Linked DNA regions of Rattus norvegicus: region 1 is linked to region 2. Evidence: chromatin contacts called from public Hi-C data. All regions are on one chromosome and are shown on one strand. Each heading gives the region's core, a stretch centred on a gene start, on an enhancer-like site or on the middle of the called end of the contact. The rest is flanking DNA. Distances are from core to core; before and after follow the strand shown. Region 1 holds the start of Mgst1 (microsomal glutathione S-transferase 1). Region 2 holds the start of Dera (deoxyribose-phosphate aldolase).

Region 1 (7,522 bases), core at 361-2,860, 370 kb before region 2:
GTTGCTGTGGGGCTAAGAGGACCAGAACTCGAGACTGCAGAAGACGCAGCAGTAGACGGTACTCCCAACTGCCGCTTGCTCAGTTTGCCTTTCCCTGACCTCTGCCAGAAGCTGAAGACAGCAAAAGCTGACAAGTGTCAAGTCTCATGATGCTGATGGCTAAACCTTTCACCGAGAGCCTAAAACAGTGGGGCTCTGCTTTCCAAAGTGTTTGTAGCTACGGGTTGCCTGGCCTGCTAGTCTACCCTCTAAGCCCTAGGTCCTCTCCCAGGACTGCCACTGCCACACAGGGTTCTCTTCATCGACCCAGGATGGCTGTCAGGAGAGAGCAAAGGGATGCCTGCCAGTTGACTGGAGCCAGCTTGGGATGAAAGACTCCACCACAGAACTGATGTCCCTCTACTTTAAGAAAAGAAGCGTGGGTAGGGTCTGAATAAGCCCAGGAAGCACAGTAGAGACTGGAGAGCCCACCAGGCTGGAGTCCTGTCCTCAACCTGTGATTCCTGAACTCTCTACTCTCCATGCCAGGAATTGTCCAGCGCTGTTATCTCCTGGAAGCTCCTCCCGTAACTCCCGTTGCCTTATTTTTTCCCCTAGTGCTATCTCCAGTTGAGAAACACTCCTCTTTCTCCTCATGGGCCCTCGGCCAAGAAAAGCAAAGTTCTTTTCTTCTCAAAACCATGTGCCCTCTCTGCACACTATTGTGAAACACCGAGAGTCTGGGCACGAAGCCACAAGGCCATGACTCTTCAATTTTGAACCGACTGAAAACAGCAAACACATTTATTGTGATCACAGAAAAGAAGGATGCAACAGAGGGGGGAAAAAAAGAAATATATGCATGATCAGATTCCCAGGCACAGATTCTCGCTGCAGCCAGATTATGGCGGACACAGGGGAGGGCGGCTCCCGGAAGCAGCCTCCCAAGGGTTGCACCATCAGCACTTTTGGTTAACTGACTACAGTCACACCGAAGCATGCACTCCTCAATCTTTAAGTCCTGTGACATCAAAAGTATTATTTTAAAGGCTTCTAGAGATTTCTCTTGCCTACCAAAGGAGAATCTAGAAAAGCAAACAGCCTTTCAACAAGCTGAAAGGCCTGCATGTCCGAGTCACCAGGGACACTGTAGGGTTTTATCCCCCTAGGAATGGACAGAAGTTGCTGAAACCTCAGTGGCTTCTCATCTTGATACAACTTGCATGCGTTTTTTTTTCCTCCCCTCAAGATCAAGAGACCCTTTCAAAGGGAATGCTACTTTGGGCTTGAAAATAAGAAAACCATCTCTTAAACATGAAAAGACACGTGCTCCCAAGTTTCTTCTCAGAGTTGCAGAAAGAAAAAATTTAATGCCAGAACAGAAAGGCATAATTCTCTTTTAGAGCAGGCCACAAAAATGGGGCGGTGCGGGGGAGGACATTTAAACAGCTAAAGGGAACAAAGGCTTTTCAGACAGACACAGTCACTCTCTAGCCTTACACCTGCCACCCACTGGCCCCTTGCACCCAACACCCACTCCTAGACTGGGAGCAGCACCGTGGCCATGCAGAACCCCTTGTCTTGCACCCACCTGAATCCCAGGAGGAAGCGCTGCTAGCTGTCCTGCGGAGCCTGCCCACCTCTGGGACTTTTCACCAAGAGGACCCGCGCTGGCACCACCCTCTTTCAGGCTAATTTTTTATTAATTACCCCGCCTCCTGAGCTCGCCAAGCCCCGCCTCCTGAGTTTACCAAGCCCCGCCCCTGAATCACCGGCTCAGCCACTGCAGCCACCCACCTACTCTAGGAATCCCAGATGCTGCTCTGTGGCTGGTGAGGGTCTTTCTCTAAGGATCTAGGCAGTTCTGTTCCTGCTCTGGAGAAGGAGAGCAAGGAAGGAGTTGCTAAATTTTATGTTGCTGGAAACAAAACACCTTAGTGTTGAATTCGGAAAACCTAAAAAAAAAAAAAAAAAATGCTTTAAGAAAATTTAAATCTCCCGGGAGGAGCTCTATTGCTGTAACTACCTTCAGGGTGCAAAGTGAAACCAGAGAAATTCTGAGTCTGTTAGGCAATTAACAATTAACGTTGTGTTGTGTGGTTTTCACAGTGACTTAGAAAAGTGTTGCAAGAGGGCAGGGTCCCTTGGGGCAACATCAAAGCTATTGCACACAGCCGTTCAGTAACGGCTGAGCACCAGTTCTGAGGGCTTTCCTGGCAAGTTCTAAGGGTGATAGGTTCCCATCTGCATTGCTTCACTCAAGATCTTTACCAGTTTACACTGTGCCCCACATTGCTCTGGGAGTCTTTCTTTCTTTCTTTCTTTCTTTCTTTCTTTCTTTCTTTCTTTCTGTCTTTCTGTCTTTCTGTCTTTCTGTCTTTCTGTCTTTCTGTCTTTCTGTCTTTCTGTCTTTCTGTCTTTCTGTCTTTCTGTCTGTCTTTCTTCCTTTCGTTTACACTTTCCTTCGTCTTTTATCTCCTCCTCCTCCTCCTCCTCCTCCTCCTCCTCCTCCTCCTCCTCCTCCTCCTCCTCCTTCAATATGTACCACTTAACTTTCAGATTTTTGTCTGTGTGCCTCTTCTGCTAGGTTTTCTGTGTTTGTTTTAGAGAGGATGTTGTTACTTAGCACTTGCTAGAACTTGGACATAAACTTATGAACATTCCTGTCTCTGACCCCAAGTACTAAGATTTGCTCCCCAGGATCCACTCTGATTTTGACTTTCAAGATTTAATAGACAAGATTTTATATCCCTTCCAAAACTAAAAGGAATTAAAGAGCAGCTTGCTGTCCGAAGCTGAAGTTAGTCAGTCCTGAAGATGCTTTCTTCAGAGGTGTGATTGGTAGACCATCTAGAAAGACTGGCTGAACTTTTCATTACACTTGAAAATATTGTTCAGTCACCTCTCCGTCTCTGGGGCCGTGCAGGAACCCTGACTGAAATGGAGCAGAGCGTGAGAGGAAGTGCCGCCATTTTGAATTCTTTTGAGGACGGTTAGTACAGCAAAGGCTTAAAGAGCGCTTCATTTATGCCAAGGAAGACAACACAAATCCTAAAGGCAAGATCACAAAGAAGGGTGCAGAAGAATTCTTAACTCTTGTCTTCAGAAAGCCAGTGGAAAGACCAGAGCACACTTTTACGAAGACCATCCGAGTCATCTAATGATCTCATTGAAATGTGTCCAAACTATCAGCTAGTGAATCAGTACATACAGGGTTTGTGCTATAATGCCCTAATAATTATTGGCCATCTGGTAAATGTGATTTTATGTATGTATATATAACAGAAAGGCTACACATAGATCTGTTGCTTTCTCTAGTATAATATTTGCTTGTAATAGATTTAATTCAGCAAACATTTTAATTTGGTTTGATGGTAAATTTTAAAGGAGTTTCATGCTATAGCTTTGGGGGTCCCTGTGAGGACCCACGTGGATCTTTTCTTCCTCTCGAATCCCTGGTGCACTCTAGATGACTGAAGAAGATAAGGATTATTATTAGCTTGTAAGAAGGTGCACCTGGAGATTTGAGTAAACAAGTATGAAACGTGCCTTTAAGCTTGAGGGCACCAAAGTTCATGATGAGTGCAAGCAGCAGTCTAAATGTGCAAACGATTCTATAGAATTAGAATGTGCTCATTAGGCAGTACTGAGGATCAGACCCACGGCTTTGTGCATGCTAGGTAGATGTTCTACCACTGAGCCATGCCGCCAGTCTACAGTATACTTTATATGCCAAAAGCCATTTAAAGGCTGTTTTTTTGTTTGTTTTTGTTATTGTTGTTGTTGTTATTGTCGTTGTTCCTGGTTAATGTATGAACACTGATATTCAATCTGATTTATAAGACCCACAAGAGGGGTTGGGGATTTAGCTCAGTGGTAGAGTGCTTGCCTAACAAGCACAAGGTCCTGGGTTCGGTCCCCAGCTCCAAAAAAAAAAAAAAAAAAAAAGACCCACAAGAAGGGAAAAGTGTCCACCAAGAGCAAACTGAAACCAGACAAGAGAACATGGGAGAGCATGAGGATGGATAAACGGGTCAAAGGAACAGACCAGAGTCCAGACATCAAACCACAGTATTTGGATGATTGATTTTTAACAAATGCCCCACACTGAAGCAATTTCGTGGAGAAACGAGAAATCTGGACAAAGTGGAGAAGTGGCACAGACTGAATAGCCATTTGGAAAGCAAATACCTCACACCACAGAGACGATTAAACACAAATGTATCATAATACTTATAAACTGTCTTTAAAACCCCACAAGTTGACTTCATAATGTTGTACAGGCAAACATGCTATGCACAGGACCCAGAAAGCTTCCTTCACACCTAAAACTGCAAAAGGTCATAAACAGTGATCATTAGGTTTTATGAAAATTACAATGTGCTCATCAGGAGAGGTCATGTGAGCAGCCACAGAAAACACTTTCAATTTGACAAAGAAAGTGCATGCAAAATAAAGCTCATGACAATTATCAATAAACAAAAACATACTACTTAAACAGGAAATTAGCAAAACATTTGAACAGACACTTCACCAGAGAAAAGATATACCTGGCTAAAATGTGCATTAAAAAGCACTTCATGTCGCTAGTCACCAGGAATATAAAAATCAAAATCCATCAGTTGACTTATTCTCCCAAACGTTTCTACAGGTGCCTCCAAAGAGCTAGATCTGCCTGACATCAACTGGAGTGTTAGCAGGCTGCCTCGATGCCTGCGGTAGTCTGAGGTACAAAGCTAAGACTGTTGGTCTTGCTTTAAGACTGTAAAACTCTCTGTAACTCATTGCAGAACACCAAGTAGGGTGTTTGGTTCCAAACTTAAAGCAAGTCCATTCTAAGCCTTCTGTAGAATTTAACAATGTTCTAATTGATTCTGCCTGGTGTGGTCTCATCAGACAAGACTATGAGAGATGTGTGTGTGTGTGTGTGTTTGTGTGTGTGTGTGTTGTGGTGTGTGCCTGTGTGTTTGTTGTGTGGTGTGTATGTGTGTGTGTGTGTGTGTGTGTAGTATGTGTGTGGTGTGTATGTATTGGGGGGATGTGTGTGTGTATGTGTGTGTAGTGTGTGTGTGGTGTGTGTATGTATTGGAGAATGGAAATAAGGAGAAATGTGTGTGTGTGTTTGTGTGGTATGTGGTGTGTGTGTGGTATGTGTGGTGTGTGTGTGTGGTGTATATGTGTGTGTGTGGTGTGTGTGTGGTATGTGTGTGTGTGTGTGTGTGGTGTGTGTGTGTGTGGTGTATATGTGTGTGTGTTGTGTGTGTGTGGTATGTGTGTGTGTGTGTGGTGTGTGTGGTGTATATGTGTGTGTGTGGTGTGTGGTGTGTGTGTGGTATGTGTGTGTGTGGTGTGTTGTGTGTGGTGTGTGTGTGTGGTATGTGTGTGTGTGTGGCGTGTGTGGTGTGTGTGTGCGTGTGCGTGTGTGTGTGTGTATTGTGGTGTGTGTGTGGTGTGTGCCTGTGTGTTTGTGTGGTGTGTGTGTGTGTGTATGTGTGTGTAGTATGTGTGTGGTATGTATGTATTGGGGGGATGTGTGTGTGTGTTTGTGTGGTATGTAGTGTGTGTGTGGTATGTGTGGTGTGTGTGTGTGGTGTATATGTGTGTGTGTGGTGTGTGTGGTGTGTGTGTGGTATGTGTGTGTGTGGTGTGTGTGTGTGGTGTATATGTGTGTGTGGTGTGTGTGGTGTGTGTGTGTGGTATGTGTGTGTGTGTGTGTGGTGTGTGTTGTGTATATGTGTGTGTGTGGTGTGTGTGGTGTGTGTGTGTGGTATGTGTGTGTGTGTGGTGTGTGTTGTGTATATGTGTGTGTGTGTGGCGTGTGTGGTGTGTGTGTGTGGTATGTGTGTGTGTGTGTGTGGTGTGTGTTGTGTATATGTGTGTGTGTGGCGTGTGTGGTGTGTGTGTGTGGTATGTGTGTGTGTGTGTGTGGTGTGTGTGTGGTGTGTATGATGTGTGTGTGATGTGTGTGTTGTGTGTATGTGTGTGTGTGTTTGTGTGTGTGTACGTGAATGTGACTGTGGCAGATAAAGCATGCAGAGGGACAGTCATTCTTTAGTCGTGCACACCTGTTTTATCCTGCTCTACATTCCCTGCTTGTTATGACCAGTGGCCTGAGAGAAACACTTTTCCTGGATTTCATAATTTACTCTTTTGAATTGTGCATACCGTCCAAAGCTTAACTCTCTATGCATTAAAAGAGGGGAAAGTGCAAAGACAGTCACAATTAGACACAACGTGGCAGAGAATATTGAAGTCTTATTGAGTACCGTGCATCTGGGAAAACTGTCTCAAAGTTTCTCATAAATATTAACAAATGTCTTATCCCAGCAAGACTATTCCTAGATAGTAACCTGAGAAGTGAGAATGGCCACAAAGAAAGATATCCAAGAACAATCCATGAGCAGAGGAATGGGAAAACTAATTAGGCTTTATTCACACAACATTCTACTGACTGTAACATAAGAGAAAGCAGTAAACTACTGGTCACGTGGCGGCACCATTCAAACTCATTATCATGCTAAACAAAAGAAGACCAAGCACAAACCATATGGCTTCATTTACATGGAAGCTTGTTTTTTTAAGAAACCTAATTTAGAATAATAGAAACGAGAAAGTGGCTGTTTTTATTAGAAAGAGTGGAGACTGGCTGGGAATAAAGAATGTGTCTGTTCTTATGATAAAAGGCTTTAGGGGTGTGGAGTTAGAGGTAACTGGACTTTACGGTTCTGGAGACTGGCAAGTCTGAGGCCCTGATTCCAAGCAGATTTGGTGTCGATGAGGACTGGGCACTGCTTGTAAAACAGAGCCTCAGTCATTCTCAAGGCAGCCCTCTCCAACCTCTTTTACAGAGGCACCAACTCCATTCTGATTTAATTGCTTCCCTAAGCCTTGTCTTCTTAATACCAGCACAGTAGGAACTGAGTTTCAACATGGATTTGGGGGACACAAGTATTCAGACCCATAGCAGAGCATCGTGAACTTTCCAGAATGGTGCAGATGAGAGCATTTGGTCCGTGGGGATATATATTTATGATACTTGGTGGTTCGCACACTTAAAATGGGCACATCTCATCACATACAAACCACACCACAAAGAGCAGCTTTTAAGAGTCGGTGTAGAAGGTAACAATGAGCTGTGAGCATAATGGTTTCATCTTGATCAAAGCTCATGCCGCCTTGACCTTGGGTTGAAAGCAAAGAAGGGAATACAGGCGAATCAGCCATACAGGAGTTGGTGAAAAGCCCCAATGGCTATTTCAAGAGAGAAAATGCTAAAGGGCCACTACAGAGGGTTCTGCGATTGCTCTCCTCATGCAAGCCATCAAGCAACACCATTCAGTCTTGCCAGGATTCTCTGGCAAAGGCTTCAGGCAACATCGATACAGAACCACCATTTACAGGATCAATACTGACTTTTCTAAGGCCTGCTGCACTCCTGATTTTTGTACTGTATTAAGTAAGGATCTGGGGGGCGGGGGAAACAGCTAGGGTTTCCAGGCTCCAAAAGTAAAACTGAAATAAGTAAATAAGATTAGGGCTCTAT
Region 2 (7,265 bases), core at 1,812-4,311:
AGTACAAAATCCCCGTTTCCAGGTACCTCTAAGCATGCACTAATTTGAAATGAAATTGTGCTGGCAGGCTTTATGCCAACTTGACATTAGCTAGAGTCATCTGAGAAGAAGGAATGGCAACTGGGAAAACAAGCCTGCACAAGATCAGGACATGGTAGACAGAACCGCAGGGCATTTTCTTAATCAGTCATTGATGAGGGGGAGCCCAGCCCACTGTGGGTGGTTCCATCCCTTGGCTGATGGTCCTGGGTCCTATAAGAAAGCAGGCTGAGCAAGCCATGAGGAACAACCAGGAAGCAGCACTCCTCCATGACTCCTACCCCCTGTCCTAGTTGAGTTCCTGCCCTGAATTCCTGAAGGGAAATAGGACCTTTCCTCCCTAACTTGCTTTTGCTCACGGTGTTTCATCGGTTATAGAAACCCCAAGACAAAACCACTGTCCACCACCGAAAACAGAAGTTATCAAACGGCCTCTGACTGGCACTGGAACCTAGGAAGGCATGGCCCTCACAGCTCCTGTCCACACACAGGTCCCAGCTGCACAGACAGGTTCCCCCAAACGGTAAATAGTTCAAGATGTGTTCCTCTGTTCCTCCTGTGAGGGCCTTCGTCCATATAGGTTACATGGGGAACTAAGGGAAAAACATGTTCACAGGCACCTACGTTGTAAGGAAAAGTCAGAAAAGTCTAGAACATGTTGACACAGCCTGGAAGGATTAATCAGCATGGCAGTTCCCTGAGTGTGCCCCAGAACCACCCAGACCCAGACGGCTGGACCTCCATTTACAACCAGAGCATCCCTATCTGGAAACCTCTTTTACACATGCCCTGCTGGGAAGAAACTTTCCTTGCAGTGTTCTCGCCCTGAAAGGCAAGTTCAGGACCAGCCAGATGGCTCAGTGGGCAGACACTTACTGCTGCACTGGACATCCTGAATTTCAATCCTGGATGGCAAAAGTGGAAGGTGAGGCAACTGTGAAAGCTGCCCTCTGATCTCTCTGCGCACGCACACACACACACACACACACACACACACACACACATACACACACACACACACATACATACACACACATACACACACATACATACACACACATACACACACACATACATACACACACATACATACACACACACACACACACACACAAAGTAGACAAGTAAATTCGATTTTTAAAATCTGGATTAAAGGCTGAAGAGATATGTCTCAGCAGTCAAGAGCTCTGAGAGGACCTGAGTTCAACTCTCACCGGGCAGCCATACACCATCAGAAACTCCAATCCCAGGGGATTGGATGCCCTCTTCTGGCCTCAACAGGCATTGCATGTACATGGTAAAGAGACATGTATAGACAAAACTCACACTTAAAAGTAAAATAGAAAAAATTATAAATGACAATGACTAATGAAGTCTACAATCCACCTGGTGATAACTGCATTTTGCTAAAAAAATTTAATATGAATGTGTTTAAATAAAACTAATTTCTTTTTAAAAGGTAGCGTTCATAAAAAACATTAAGATGTTTTTAATCAACAAAAAAACTCAAAAACCATCAATTGAGGCCGTGTTGAAATTAAGACAGAAGAGTTTTTTTCATAGTACATATATAATTCACGTGATTTACTTTAGCAGTTTAGATTCGAGCCGTTCCCAGCTGATAAGGACTCTTGCGCTCCACCTGATTTTAACAAGAATGGTAAAAAGTATCCGCTTTTGTTGGAGGCGTGAGCACACATTTACTACTATTCTAAATAGCAACTCTTAATTTCTACACTGTTATTTTGAGACACACGAAAGGTGGGGTTTTGGTAGTTTTTTGGGTTTTTTTTTTGTTTTTTGTTTTTTGGGTTTTTTTTGAGAGAAGTTCTTCCGATGTAGTCCAGGCCGGCCTGCTCACGCCGGATGCTGGAGTTACAGGTATGTGCAACAGCAAAGTAAAAACGCTTTAATTGCATCACCCGAAAGGCAACTGTGAAACTTTTAAAAGAGAGACATTGTACAAAGATGCAGACACACCTCAGCCTCAACCTTTAGCCCCCATCTTCACTCTTCCAATCCAGGGTACGCTGGATCGCAGCTAACGTTTAAGGGATAAAGTGTAAGCCACCGTCTGTTGGAAGGAGTTCATTGAGGTGAACCTGGTACAGAAGCTACCTGTCGAGCATGCAATTCTAAACGTCTTTAAAGTCTAGACTGATTATTCGTGGAGCAAGTCCCTTTTGAAGAGAAAAGAGTAACCATGTGTTATAACTACGCAAAATCAGCCCCTAAGAAGAGAACTTTACCCAATTTTTATCGTTGCTTATCAGCAGTAAATGCAGAGAAATCCACTGGAAGCTCTGAGTATCCTGTCCTCACACTATCCAAACCACCTTCAGACAGAAGTAGCTTCCTAATAACTACTTTACAGATGCCGGCACGTAAGCACAAAGTGAGTAATTTACCCCAAATCGCACGACTAAGAGGGTCCAGGATATGAAGCAAACTATCATACAAAGTTAAATCGTTGACATTTGGCTCAGTCACGTTTTTTGCCACGTTTGAATTACAGACTTTTTTCCCCCAGAAATATCTGAACTAGCATCAATAAGATGAAAAATAGTTTTAAAAAGGACATTTTGTGTAAGGGTCTAAAATCACTTTTAGCGGAAGGCCATGACCACTCTTCCACCAGCGCAGTCAATTTTGGGAATGGCTACGTGAATCCGGCTGTAAATGGCACAAATACTCCCTCAGGTTTTTCGCAGGGGTTTGTTTTCTGCGACCACAGAGCTTAAAGTGGAAAGATCTAATGAATCCTTCCTTGCTTCCGCTTAAAGGGAAAAACTGCAAAGACAGCAAGGCAGGGCTGTCCCGGGGTTCTGCCTCAGTTCACGACTCCGCTCTCCGGGGACCGCCCTGGGCACCCACACCCCCAACCTGGCGAAGAGGAGCGTAACCCGCCGGCCCTTACCGAGCTCTGTGCCCCGGCAGTGAGCAGCCATTGCGGCCACAGCTGAAAGGTAACTCTTGCACCAGGGTAGGGCGCCACACAGGCCTGGTCTTCCTCCTTCCTGCCAAATGCCCGCCCTGAGCCACGCCCCTTCTGCCCCTCACAAGCCACGCCCTCTAGAACCACGCCCCTTTAGTCCTGTCTCTGAGCTAGCTCTTGGCCTTGGCTCCCAACCCGGACATTACCTGTTCCCTGTCCTTCCGGATCAGGCACATGACTTGAGCACGCCCCAGCTCCATTATGCTTACATTGCCAATTGAGCTAGACAGAGTGAGTCTTAGGAACTTTAGCTGTAGGATCATGTGAGTGGCAGGACTGGATTCCTTCTTGCATGGGCAGAGCACTGCAGCCTTGGACCCGAATGGTGGGCAGTGTTCCGGAGCCCTCAGGTGACAGCCAAGGTACTCTAGGACCTAGAACACGCTGTGATTTCTAGTCTGGGCTCGATGAAAGAGCAGCTAGAACATAAGCTTGGAAGACCTGGTTTCTCGTTTTTGGTTTGTTTTTTTTTTTAAGATTTAATTTATGCATGTGAATACACTGTTGCTGTCCTCCGACACACCAGAAGGCGGCATCGGATCCCATTACAGATGGTTGTTGAGCCACCATGTGTTTGCTGGGAGTTGAACTCAGGATCTCTGGAAGAACAATCAGTGCTCTCATCAGCTGAGCCATCTCTCCAGCCCTTTCGTTTTGTTTTTAGACAGAAATTTCGCTCTGTAAATACGACTGGCCCAGAGACTGCTTTGTTAAATCTCCTGCCCAGATTCCCCACTGCTGGGATTACAGGCGGATGCCACATGCAGTAGAAGGCTTGGTTTCTTCCATTTAAAAAACATGTTATTTTCATCTTTGTGTATACACACGTATGTATGTATGGACAGCACATGTGTACAGGTACCTGCAGAGGCCAGAACAGGACCCTCTGGACCACGTTTAGTTATAAGCTGGGAACCATACTGAAGTCTTAAGGAGTACAAGCACTCTCAACTTCTGAAAAGATGTTTTTAACTTAGTTCTATGAATAATTGAATATGTAACCTAGGACACATCACTGGCCTTTGTGAACTTCATTTTCCTTATCTGAAGAGAGGATCCAGCCAATTTCTTGGCTTTCTAAAGTTGAGATTCTGTGATTCTGATTTTTTTTTCAGCCTGGTTTCTCTGAATTACTCTAGGTTCACAGCACAGGGCACTAGCCATTGTATCTATATGCACATGGAACTTTGCTGAGCTCAAAGTCTGAGCTACCAGCTTGTCTAATGAATCAATTGCTCTAGTGTTTTCAGATGTATGAAAGCATTTTCATCCCAGAAAGTCCTGCCAGAGATGTACATATACCCAGAGACCCAAACTTTGAGAATTGAGCAGCAATCTGGTAGAGAGGGCTCTAATGAACTCGAACCATTCATATTTCAATTCTACACAATGACTAGAAGGTTCTAGGACATTATAGTCTACTTACTGCAAAACTAGGTGATCAAAATAGGTTTGCATGCAAAGTTGCATGGTTCATAAATATGTGAGGACATGATAAATGGAAGCTATTAAAGGTAGTGTCAGATACACAATTACTTATCTAGATAGAAGCCAGTTTATTTCCCCCACAGAGCTACCATGTAGTCTAGCCCATACGCAACTACTTCTAAGTATTCTGGATGTGTCTAGATCATTTTCACAATACCATTGTTATTTTCACTTACCCTGCAAAACTTAAGAGCAGGCACTACAAGCCTGGAGTTTATCTGAAACCCACTAGACCACCAAGAACACCAACATCATGCATAGCCAAAATATTCACATCTCAACACAAAAACCTACAGATTTGCCCTGGCCACGATGACCAAGCAATCTTGTAATATGTAGCTATCACCTATGGCCCGGGGATTTCAGAAGTGTACATGTATGTAGTAGCATGTCCAACTTTGTACGTGGCTGCTGGGGAAGCAAACTCAGATGTTCACACCCGCACAGCACACCCTTTACTGACTAGGCTGAGTCTCCAGTCCGCGCTTTTTTACTTGGAAGCTTCAGCCCCAATGAAAGTTTCAACAGGCTATGAGAAAACTGGCACACTATCAAGGGATTAAATACCAGCACCCAAACCAAGTGACCCAACCTCCTTAAGATTCAAATTCTAAAGCCTTTCCTACAATGCAGACTGCAAGGCTGAGAACCAGGCAAAGGCAGGGTGTAGTAGACTGCAACATCCAAGAACCGTGGGCAGCCTGAGGAGGAAGTAACAGAAGAGAAGCCCTGAACAGATCTAGGAGAGCTCCCAGGATAAGCACAGCCAGATGTAGGACTCGAACAGGCATGTAGGGTCATCCAGGCCTTTTCATTTGAGCACCTGGATTTAAGGTAGCGACAGTCACTAAAGAAGCTTGAGAAGCAGGTTTAGCTGAGGGAAGGCGAGTGCCACGATGACTTCTAGCAGCTGAGGGCAAAGCTTTTCCTGGTGACTCCAGACAGAATGCAGCTTTGCCAGCACCTGGACCTTATTCAAGTGAGACTTGTTTCAGCCTCGGGACATTGCAGTCCCTTAGTAAGCATGCTGGCTCGGGCTACGAACTTGCTGCAGCAACAGGAAACCAATGGCACAAAAAGAAATGCCCTTATTTTATTAATTTCATGAACTCAAGCAACTTCCATTATAAAAGATGCATTCAACTTTATTTAGGGTCAGACTCTCAGTCTAATCTTGATACATTAACAGTACTGCTACAGAGCAGAGAACCAAGCATGTTAAACATGGACACAGGAACACCACTGCCTGAGGCTCATCAGCGTCTGTGACAGGCGTCCCCCTGGCTCCCCAGCCGCTGCTTGTAGTGCCGCCTTCTGGTTGTCACAAACCAGCCAAAGCTTTTTTCTAATCAAAGTATTAAAGGTCACTCAAAAGACAAATTAGAAGAAAGCAAATTAATGCAAGCTGTTCATCTTTATTTCCAAATTACTAATTTAATCTCTTCATATTATAAAATAATAAACTACAAATTTATTCAACTGATCCAATGTATTAAAGGTTGACTTTTTGAATGACCCAAATTTCAATGTGATAAAGTCTGATACATCATAAACTACTTCAAATTAATGATTAACCCAGTTTCACAGTCATGTGGGTATTTGTACAACCAAGCAGATGTCTGACTGCGGACAGCGGTTTTCAGAACAACTGGGACTTCCGCTTATTTACCTGTCTTCCTAATTGCTTTTCTTTTTAGTAACTAACATGCATGTTTAAACAAGAAAAGCAATTCTACCCTTCCGGAAGATAAATGAACACCTAGCAAAAGATAGGAAAGTTTCAAGTTTAAATAATTGAATTTCAAAATTAGGAAATGTTTAGTTCAGGCTCTAACTAAACTGTCTTTTGCCACTGCTGGCTGTGGATGATACAGAAAACTCTGAATATTTAGTTTTAATATTCAAGCATGTCAGAATTTCCCAAAGAAACAGAAAATTATTGTTTTAGAGGCATTTTATTTAGATAACTAAAAAATTAGATGTCCAGAAGCCGTCAGTGTACAATGAAAGAGATCAAACCAGTTACTTTATCATGTATTTCCTCTTCTTCACAACTAAGCAGAGAAAAAAAGGCATTCTTCAAGGGAAATGTCAGAAAAATAGGCCAATATATTTTTCTTCTCCATGACAGAAACAGCTACAGGAGATCTGGGGTAAAGTGGACACTAAGTTGGCTTTTCATCACGGCAGCAGGCTTTGGCAGGCACTAGGTGAACAGACTCCTCCTGCCTGCACCGCACGCTCAGCCAGTTCCCTCACAGGCAACACTGTAGTGGTTCGTGCACTGGAGCAATCCATGCCCCAACAGTCTGTCCCCTTTGCCACAGGCAGAGTAACTGAAGGCCGATGCCGGTCTCTGCTTGTTCAGTCCATCAACTGCATGGCATCTGCGGCACACGTCTGACGCTGCTCAGGCCTTCACTTCAGGAGTTGACGAATAGATGGAATCTGAATTCTCTGAAGCAATCTCTTCTGCATTTAAAAGACAAAGCCATAGCAGATTTAATAAAGGAAGAAGGAAATCTACACTTCTGTACAAGGAGGGATAAATAGAAGGGTCTTTTCAAGCATGCTGTGGCGAGAATGAGAAAATAGAAATGCTACTGAACATCACACTACCCCAGGACTCCGGCCACCAAACCCCTGGGCAGAGCTTAGACACAGTCACCCGTTCTTGGTCTTCACATCCTTGTCCAACCCCAATCCCTGTCCTTTCGGGATAAACTTCGGCTGACTCCAACTA

The links. Hi-C and Micro-C count contacts between places; a contact is called where the count stands out from the background.
Region 1: a Hi-C map of liver shows a contact between it and region 2, with 2.1 times the contacts expected there. The contact joins the promoter of Mgst1 here to the promoter of Dera in region 2.

Annotation. Positions count from the first base shown.
Region 1 is chr4:172,755,018-172,762,539 of GRCr8, reverse strand. It overlaps Mgst1 (microsomal glutathione S-transferase 1), which reads right to left and starts at 1,610. Exons shown (of 4, transcript NM_134349.3): 1 at 1,571-1,610.
Region 2 is chr4:172,390,767-172,398,031 of GRCr8, reverse strand. Dera (deoxyribose-phosphate aldolase) reads right to left here and starts at 3,061. Exons shown (of 9, transcript NM_001399006.1): 1 at 2,957-3,061. The coding sequence starts at 2,987. LOC103692250 (a long non-coding RNA gene) reads right to left here and starts at 1,994. Exons shown (of 3, transcript XR_010066295.1): 1 at 1-1,994. It overlaps Strap (serine/threonine kinase receptor associated protein), which reads right to left. Exons shown (of 10, transcript NM_001011969.1): 10 at 6,459-6,994. The coding sequence ends at 6,933.